Linked DNA regions of Hordeum vulgare: region 2 is linked to region 1. Evidence: chromatin contacts called from public Hi-C data. All regions are on one chromosome and are shown on one strand. The core of a region is the stretch at or near the end of the contact, and the rest is flanking DNA. Distances in the headings are between cores, read along the strand shown. Region 1 holds the start of LOC123427189 (UPF0481 protein At3g47200-like). Region 2 has its middle 43 kb from the start of LOC123427191.

Evidence for each region. A called contact is a pair of places that touch in the nucleus more often than the background predicts.
Region 2: a Hi-C map of leaf shows a contact between it and region 1, with 3 times the contacts expected there. The contact joins the enhancer-like site here to the promoter of LOC123427189 in region 1. A contact is called at or near these places in 2 of 6 Hi-C or Micro-C datasets (leaf and seedling).

Annotation. Positions count from the first base shown.
Region 1 is chr2H:551,416,927-551,420,860 of MorexV3_pseudomolecules_assembly, reverse strand. LOC123427189 (UPF0481 protein At3g47200-like) reads left to right here and starts at 2,300. Exons shown (of 1, transcript XM_045111169.1): 1 at 2,300-3,934. The coding sequence starts at 2,501.
Region 2 is chr2H:551,767,321-551,771,254 of MorexV3_pseudomolecules_assembly, reverse strand. No RefSeq gene overlaps it. Among protein-coding and RNA genes, the nearest start is that of LOC123427191, 43 kb to the left of the region's middle. Within about 2 kb of position 2,009, at least 2 of the 3 cell types and tissues checked have open chromatin away from gene starts, as enhancers often do. A contact at or near this core is called in leaf, where this site is marked.

The DNA of each region.
Region 1 (3,934 bases), core at 1,051-3,550:
CTCACGGGCACCATGGCTGCAGTCGACGCGCTCTAAGGCGTCCAGGTCACGGCGACGGTTGGTCAGGGCATGGCATCGGGCTGCAGGGTGCAAAGGGGCCATTTGGAGCTTGCAGAGGCGTTGGACGACGCCGACCAGCTGGTCTTGCTCTCTCGCAGCGGTAGAGAACACAAGAGTGCCGCTAGAGAGGTTGGCGTCGACGAGCCAGCTCACCATCGACACTCTGGTACGGCCAATCAACTGTGTGGCGCTTAGGATAGGCTCGGGGAACAAGGAGCAAACACCAAAGATCGTCACTCGCGAGATTGTCTTCAGATTTGATCACTCACCGAATCAGTGCATGCCAGATGTTCGACATAATGAAAATGGCATGAGAAAAATGAGGTTTGAGCTGAAACTTGGTGGAGAGGCTTCTCAATGCTTCTAGGGGCCGCCTAAATTTATTCAGAATTTTTAGGGCCGAAAAAGATGGGTTTTCATCAAAAAGATCAATTCTGGTCTAAATTTCAGTCAAACAAATTTTGAATTATTTGAACTGCAAAACAAAATATTTTTGGAGAAATAGGCTGAGGGTACCTAGGGCTATTATGAATAGCTTATTTGGGGTTAGAAACTAAAGGGAACTATGAGCTCCTTTGCAAATATTCGAGGTTCAAAAATGATTACAGATAATGCTTTGAGTTATAATTAAAATAGGTAAAAATAAGAAACAAATCCAAAACTTTGTGAAATTGTTTTAGATGATGTCCTCGGGAGAGAGGAGGGTCATTGGGGTGAAAACTTTAAAATTAGGAGAGAGAAGAAATGAGTGAGAATTTTAGAGAGGAGATTCAAGCATAAACCAAATTTGTGGTTTCTTAGAAACTAAAACTAAAAATCCCACAACAAAAAACCGGATAGAAAGTTTTGTCAAACCAAAAGTCATCTCAAGAAATCTTATAAAAAGTTTTCTCAAGAATCAAGTTTCCTAAAAGATTTAAAAAGAGGTATTTTTTTTCCAATATCACACTTCAAAATTCTAAATTAAAAATCTATGGGTGTTACAGACCCTCATCCCCTGCACGCTCGAATTAAAAAAGGACGCCTATGGGTCACTAACACGTGGACCCGTGATGGACGGTCGTTATTAATAAAAATGACGCCGGCTTTGGCCGAGCGCCACGTGTAAACGGACGCGGACATGAGAAAGCGCACGTAACGTCCGCGCTGACGCAATTTTAAACCGAAAATGAATCCGCATGGACGCGAAAAGGACGCGGTTTATGTTTGGATCAACGCGTTGGGCATCAACTTTTGTTCATGCCGATCCATACAGATCCGAACGGAGGGACGGACGATTTGAATCGTTGTAATGGCGGCCGATCATTGCCTGCCACGGACACTGACTTGGAGAGAGACCCATGCTGGTAGTAATCGTGCCAAGTTAATGCCGTAGGCTCCGGCCACCACAATCCATGACCATCCTGATCAACGTCCTTGCAGTGACTCTCCACATACTGTAGGCCTTGCCTCGTCGGTAATGGGCACGGAGTGGTCAGTCAGTGGGCCGCAGTTTCTGCTGCTTTGATGCATGCAGTTCATGCGTGCGTCCCACTACCCCGTCACTCCCCACTTCCGAACGACACCCAACGGCTAGAAATCGCAAATCCGCCGTTTACATCCACAGTTCCACACTCCTCATCGCCGTCGACTTTCTGCTCCCCCTTACTTTTCACGGCGTGAGGTGGCTGGAGCTGATGCCCGTTTTGCGCCGGGTGGCTAGCCAACTTTTTTGGTCCTCAACAAAGCATCTGTTCACCTGAGCTCTATGTCGCGCACTAGCCTCGGCCACTAGCGAAGGGCCCATCACGCCGACCATTTCATTGGTGCACCGTTGACGTGCAACAATAACACATAACAAATGATCATCGGTAGGCAGTAGGCTCACTGTCAAGAGCTTGTCAAACATGACATTGAGTATTAGTTAAACATATCCGTTATTTGGATGAAAACGTCGGAGCATCAAGGGCTTGGAGCATGATTAGGATGACGTGATTGGTTGAATCTTACAGCAAAAGCGATGTTTGGATGCCTTGAAGTAAGCAAATTCCTCTGACGTGACCTATGATTTTTCTTCGTTGCCGATTAATTCATACAGGCCAGTTGAGGCATACGCTACGCTGTCAGTGCCACAACAACCATGATCCTTTCTTTTTGTTGAATAAGTAATAAAGATGGCTGCATGCATCATTCGATGCAGAGGCCAGGGCTCAACCTTCTTTTCTAAAAATGATCTTTTTTTTAAGGAAATTCCAATATTTCAGTACAGCACGAATAAGCAACACATTGATAACTCCATCATCAATCATTATCTGCCATTAAATTTTCGAGCCAAAAAGATCATCATCCTGCACGTTGCTTGCCATCCTTGATCTGTCTATAACGGGCCCAGTGAGACCTGGTAACCACGAGAGGAGACGCTGCACCCAGCAGGCCGGCCAGCCAAGCCAAGCTTTCGCCAATGGTTGCCGTCTTCAACAAGGACGTCCTGAGCTGGTACCTCATCACGCTCAAGCTCAAGGAGACCGTCGACGCCAACATCAAGAAGTCCCCGTCGCCGCACTGGCAGGCGCTTCCCCGCAGCCTGCTCGTCACCAACGCCACGCCGGGGGCAGCAGCAGAGACGTTGACGCGCCAAGACCGGGAGCAGCAGCAGGCCGCGATCCCGGCGCAGTCACCGGCGTACAGCCCCAAGCCGCAGGACCCGGAATGGGTGGTGACCATCCGCGGGAAGCTGGCGCAGGCGCGCGCGGAGGAGGCGGCGTGCCCTTGGGCGCGGCTGTCCGTGTACCGCGTGCCCAAGTCCCTCCGCGAGGGCGACGAGCGCGCCTACATGCCGCAGGTGGTGTCCATCGGCCCGCTCCACGCCGGCAAGCGGCGGCTGCGTGAGATGGAGCGGCACAAGTGGCGCGCGCTGCACCACGTGCTGAAGCGCACGGGCCACGACGTCACCGCCTACCTCGACGCCCTGCGGCCCATGGAGGAGCGTGTGAGGTCGTGCTACGACGGCCGCGTCGCCTGGATGCCGGGCAACGAGTTCGCCCAGTGCCTGGTGCTGGACGGGACCTTCGTGCTGGAGCTGTTCCGCGGCGCGCTGGACGACGCCAAGGGGTTCGTGGACGACCTGGGCTACTCGCGGCACGACCCAGTCTTCGCGATGCGCGGCGCCATGCACGCCATCCGCAACGACATGATCCTGCTCGAGAACCAGATACCGCTGTTCGTGCTGGACCTCCTGCTCGGGATCCAGCTCGGCCACCCGGAGCAGACGGGGGCCGTGGCCAGCCTCGCCGTGCGGTTCTTCGACCCGCTGATGCCGACCGACACGCCGCTGCACCGGAAGGACCGGTTCAAGCTGGAGTCGTCCGTGGACGCCGACGCGGCGTTCGACCCGCTGTCGGACCCGATGCTGCACTGCCTGGACGTGTTCCGGCGCAGCCTCCTCCGCGCCGGGATGCAGCCCACACCGCCGCCGGCGGCGCGGCTGTGGCTGAAGAAGTGGTCCGGGCTGCGGCGCGTGGCCGACAAGCGGCGGCAGCAGTTCGTGCACTGCGTGTCGGAGCTCCGGGAGGCGGGCATCCGGTGCCGGCGGCGCAACACGGACCGGTTCTGGGACATCAGGTTCGACAAGGGGGTGCTCCACATCCCGCGCATCCTCATCCACGACGGCACCAAGGCGCTGTTCCTGAACCTGATCGCGTTCGAGCAGTGCCACATGGACATCGCCACGCCGGGCGGCAACAACATCACCTCCTACGCCATCTTCATGGACAACCTCATCAACTCGGCGGAGGACGTCAAGTACCTGCACGACCGGGGCATCATCGAGCACTGGCTGGGCAGCGACGGCGAGGTGGCGGAGCTGTTCAACCGGCTCTGCCTGGAGGTGGTGTTC
Region 2 (3,934 bases), core at 760-3,259, 350 kb before region 1:
AGATAAAAAAGAAAACACATGCTCCAGTTGCGAGTAAAGGGTTGGCTTGCAACTCAGACAACTACGATCCAAGTGGCGAGTCTAGGGAGGACTTGGAATTGGGAAAACTATGAAACTATGAGCCCAGTTATGAGTCAATGGTCGACTGGCAACTGGTATGAAACAAGCAATGAGCCAAGTTGAAAGTCAAGGGTGTACATGCAACTCAAATGAAAAACAAAACGCATGCTTGAGTTGCGAGTCGAGGGTGGGGATGCAACTCACAAAACTATGAGTTCGGTTGCGAGTCAAGGGCGAACTTTCACCTGGGACAACTACAAAACTATGAGCCCAATTGCGAGTCAAATTCAACTTGCAATTAGGATGAAACAACATGGACCTAGTTGCGTGTCAAGGGTCAACATGCAACTGGGATGAAAGGCAAAACACACCCGGTTGCAAGTCAAGGGAGGGCTTGCATCTGGGATGAAACAAACCATGGGTCTAGTCGCGAGTCAAGGATGGACTTGCGACTCAAACAACTAAACAAAACTATGATGCTAGTTGCAAGTAAAGGGTAGAATTCCAACTTGGACAACTACAAACTACGAGGCGAGTTCAGAGTCGAGGGTGAACTTGCAACTGGGATGAAAAACAAACCACGGGCCCAATTGTGATCCAATGATCGACTTTCAACTTTCATGAAACAAACACAACTCGAGTTGCGAGTTCATGATGAACTTGCAACCGGAACAACTACACAAAACTACGATGCGAGTTGCGAGTAGAGGGTGAACATGCAACTAGGACAACTACAAACTATGAGCCGACTTATGACTCGAGGGTGGACTTGGAACATGGATGAAAAACAAACTATGGACCGAGTTATGAGTCGAGGATAGACTTCTAACTTAGACAAGCAATATAACATGCCTTTCAACTTATACAACACATGCCAGATAAAATAGACACAAGAGAGGGCAAACAGAAAATTGCTCCACAAAATAGCATACATACAAGACGAACGAGCAAGCAAATGAACAAAAAAGAAACAAGGTAACACAATAATACTTTGGTCGACGACGCAAGAGCAAGGCTTTACGCGAAAATTAAAGCAGCAAGATCCAACTGATAACAACTTGAATGAAACATTGCAAAATCCCGTATTGATGATGTTTAAAAAAAGAGAGACAATGTCAAAATGAACTAAGAAGAAAACGACCGTGATAGAGCTTCTCTTTTCTTGTCTTTTCCAATTCTATGTTGCCGCCTAGAAACAACACATCGAAGCGAGTTGCCAACGCGCCTCGATAATGAGCCGACAAAACTGAAAGCAAACACGCCAGCAAACTAATGTGCGACACATAAAACATCGACTCGCGAGAGAATCGAGCGCTTGAACGTAAGTTAGAGAAACCAAATCAAGTGATGACAACCTTTGATGAGACATCCTCAAAAATCATCTAGATGTGATCCAGAAATTCCTTATAGAAGTTATTACCGAATTTGGAAAGATTTCACAATTTTCTTTAAAAATATTTATAAAATTACTCATGAAAATCTTATTCATGGATTTAACCAAAAAAAAGGAAAAGAAAAAGAAGCAGATATAGAAAATAGAGAAAAAGATGAAAAAAATTCGATCATGGGGAACCTCTCAAACTTAACAAAACTGTGAAAACTAGCACTTGCTTTGGAAACGGGCAGAAAGTACTTTGCACTTTGACTGCATAGTATTCGGTTACACATGGAGGGAATACATGCAACCTGGTAGTTATTTTTTTTTAATGTTAGCTATAGTTTTTACAATGAATACACAAAGCGTAAAAAGAATGACGCCTCGTTTCCACAAGCACGCGAATGGCTTAAAAACACAAAAACCAACTTAAAAGACTACAACTACCCAGGCAAAGCAAAGCTGGTAGCTATAACGCTAAGCGGCCCACGCAAAGCAAAGCAACATTGTTAGTCACACGTTGTTGAGAGCTCTTACCTGGGAACTCCGGCACACCCTATTTGAAAAACCGGCTCCTACAGCGGTTTGCAATGGCCCGGCCCATGTAGTGATGCTTCACGAACTTTTATTAGCCCGTGAACTGTTTTAGCCCGTGGATTTTCATTTTCGAAATTAGTGCACTTTCTTCAAAATTCCTGAAACTTTCTGAAAATCGACAAACATAATTTAAAATTCCTGAACTTATTTCATTTTTTCCTTTTGTGACATGTTTTTCTTTCCGTTTTCCTTTTTTATATGAAAACGAAGACACGTTGAATTTCTCAATTATTTTTTGAAAATATGAATGTTTTTAAATCAAAGAACAAATTTGAAAGCACGACCATTTTTTAAAACACGAACAATTTTTGAATCTTGAGAACAAATTTTAAAACTCTGAACAGATTTGGAACCGCGAGCAATATTTTAGAGCACGGACATTTTATGAATCTTGAATACAAAATTTTCAAACAGAGCACAATTTTGAAAAACCAGAACAAATTTGGAAGCATGAACAACTTTTTAAAAGTATGAACATTTTTTGAATCTTTACAACAAATTTGAAAATGAGAACAATTTTCAAAGATACTGAACAAATTCATAAACTTGAACATTTTTTGGAAACACGAACATTTCATCGAACTTGAGAAGAAATTTTGGAAAACAAGAACATTTTCTGAAAGACATTTTAAAATTATGAACATTTATTGAAAATTCAGAACATTTTTATAAAAAGTAAAATCATTTTTCGTAGTTCAAGAACATTTTTTATAATATTAACAAAATTTTAAAATCCAGAATATTTGTTAAAAAGCATAAACATTTTGCGAATTTGAAGAACATTTTTTGAAAATGGAGAGCATTTTCCGAAAATCCAGTATATCTGTGTAGGAAAGCAGAAATATTTCCTGATTGTTTCAAAAAAAAAATCTTGAACAAATTTGGAAGCGAGAACTATTTTCTAAAGCACGAACATTTTTTGAATCTTGAGAACAAAATTTGAAAATAGAGAACAATTTAGAAAAACCGTGAACAAATTTTGAAACTGAAAACAATTCTGAAAAATCTTAAACAAACTTGCAAGCGCGTAATTTTTTTTAAAATACGAACATTTTTTGAATCTTGAGAACAAAATTTTGAAAAGTAGAATTTTTGCGAAAAACCCCAATTTTTTTTGGAAAATTAGAACATATTTTGAAATTTTCTAAATTTCAAATAGTTTTGGAAATTTTCATTCTCAAGATAGTTCGGGGTTTTTCTAATTTTTGTTCCCTGCGCACATTGCGGCAGCTACTACTGCACCGTACAGGGCGGGAGCCCGACTGGACCAACCCAGTTGTGTTCCTTTTTTTTGTTAGTTTTTTATTTTATTTTTATTTCCTTTTTAGTTCTTTTTATTTTCCTTTTGTATATGATGAAAAACATTTTGCGAAATTCAATAACAATTTTGAAAAATCTTAAACAAATATTGGAGGCGTGAACAACTTTTTAACGCACGAATATTTTTTGAATCTTAAAAATAAAATTTCCAAAAGAGGAAAAATTTGAAAAACCCTGAAAAAATGTGAAAGCGCGAATAAATTTTTAAATAAGGAATATTTTTTGAATTCTGAGAACAAATTATGAAACAGAAAATAGTTTTGAAAAATCGTGAACAAATTTGGAACCACGAACAATTTTTAAATCACGCAAGTTTTTTGAAGCTTAAGAACCAAAATTTTAAAAGGAGAGTAAGTTTTAAAAATCCCAAACTCATTTGGAAGCGCGAACAATTTTTGAAAACACGAACATTCCTTGAATCTTGAGAACAAATTTTGAAACCGAGAACAACTTTGAAAAATCCTGAATAAATTTTGAAAGCGCGATTTTTGAAAAAAATCCTGAACAAATTTGGAAGCGCGAACAATTTTTAAATGCATGCACATTTTTTGAATCTTAAGAACAAAATTTTGAAATGGAGAA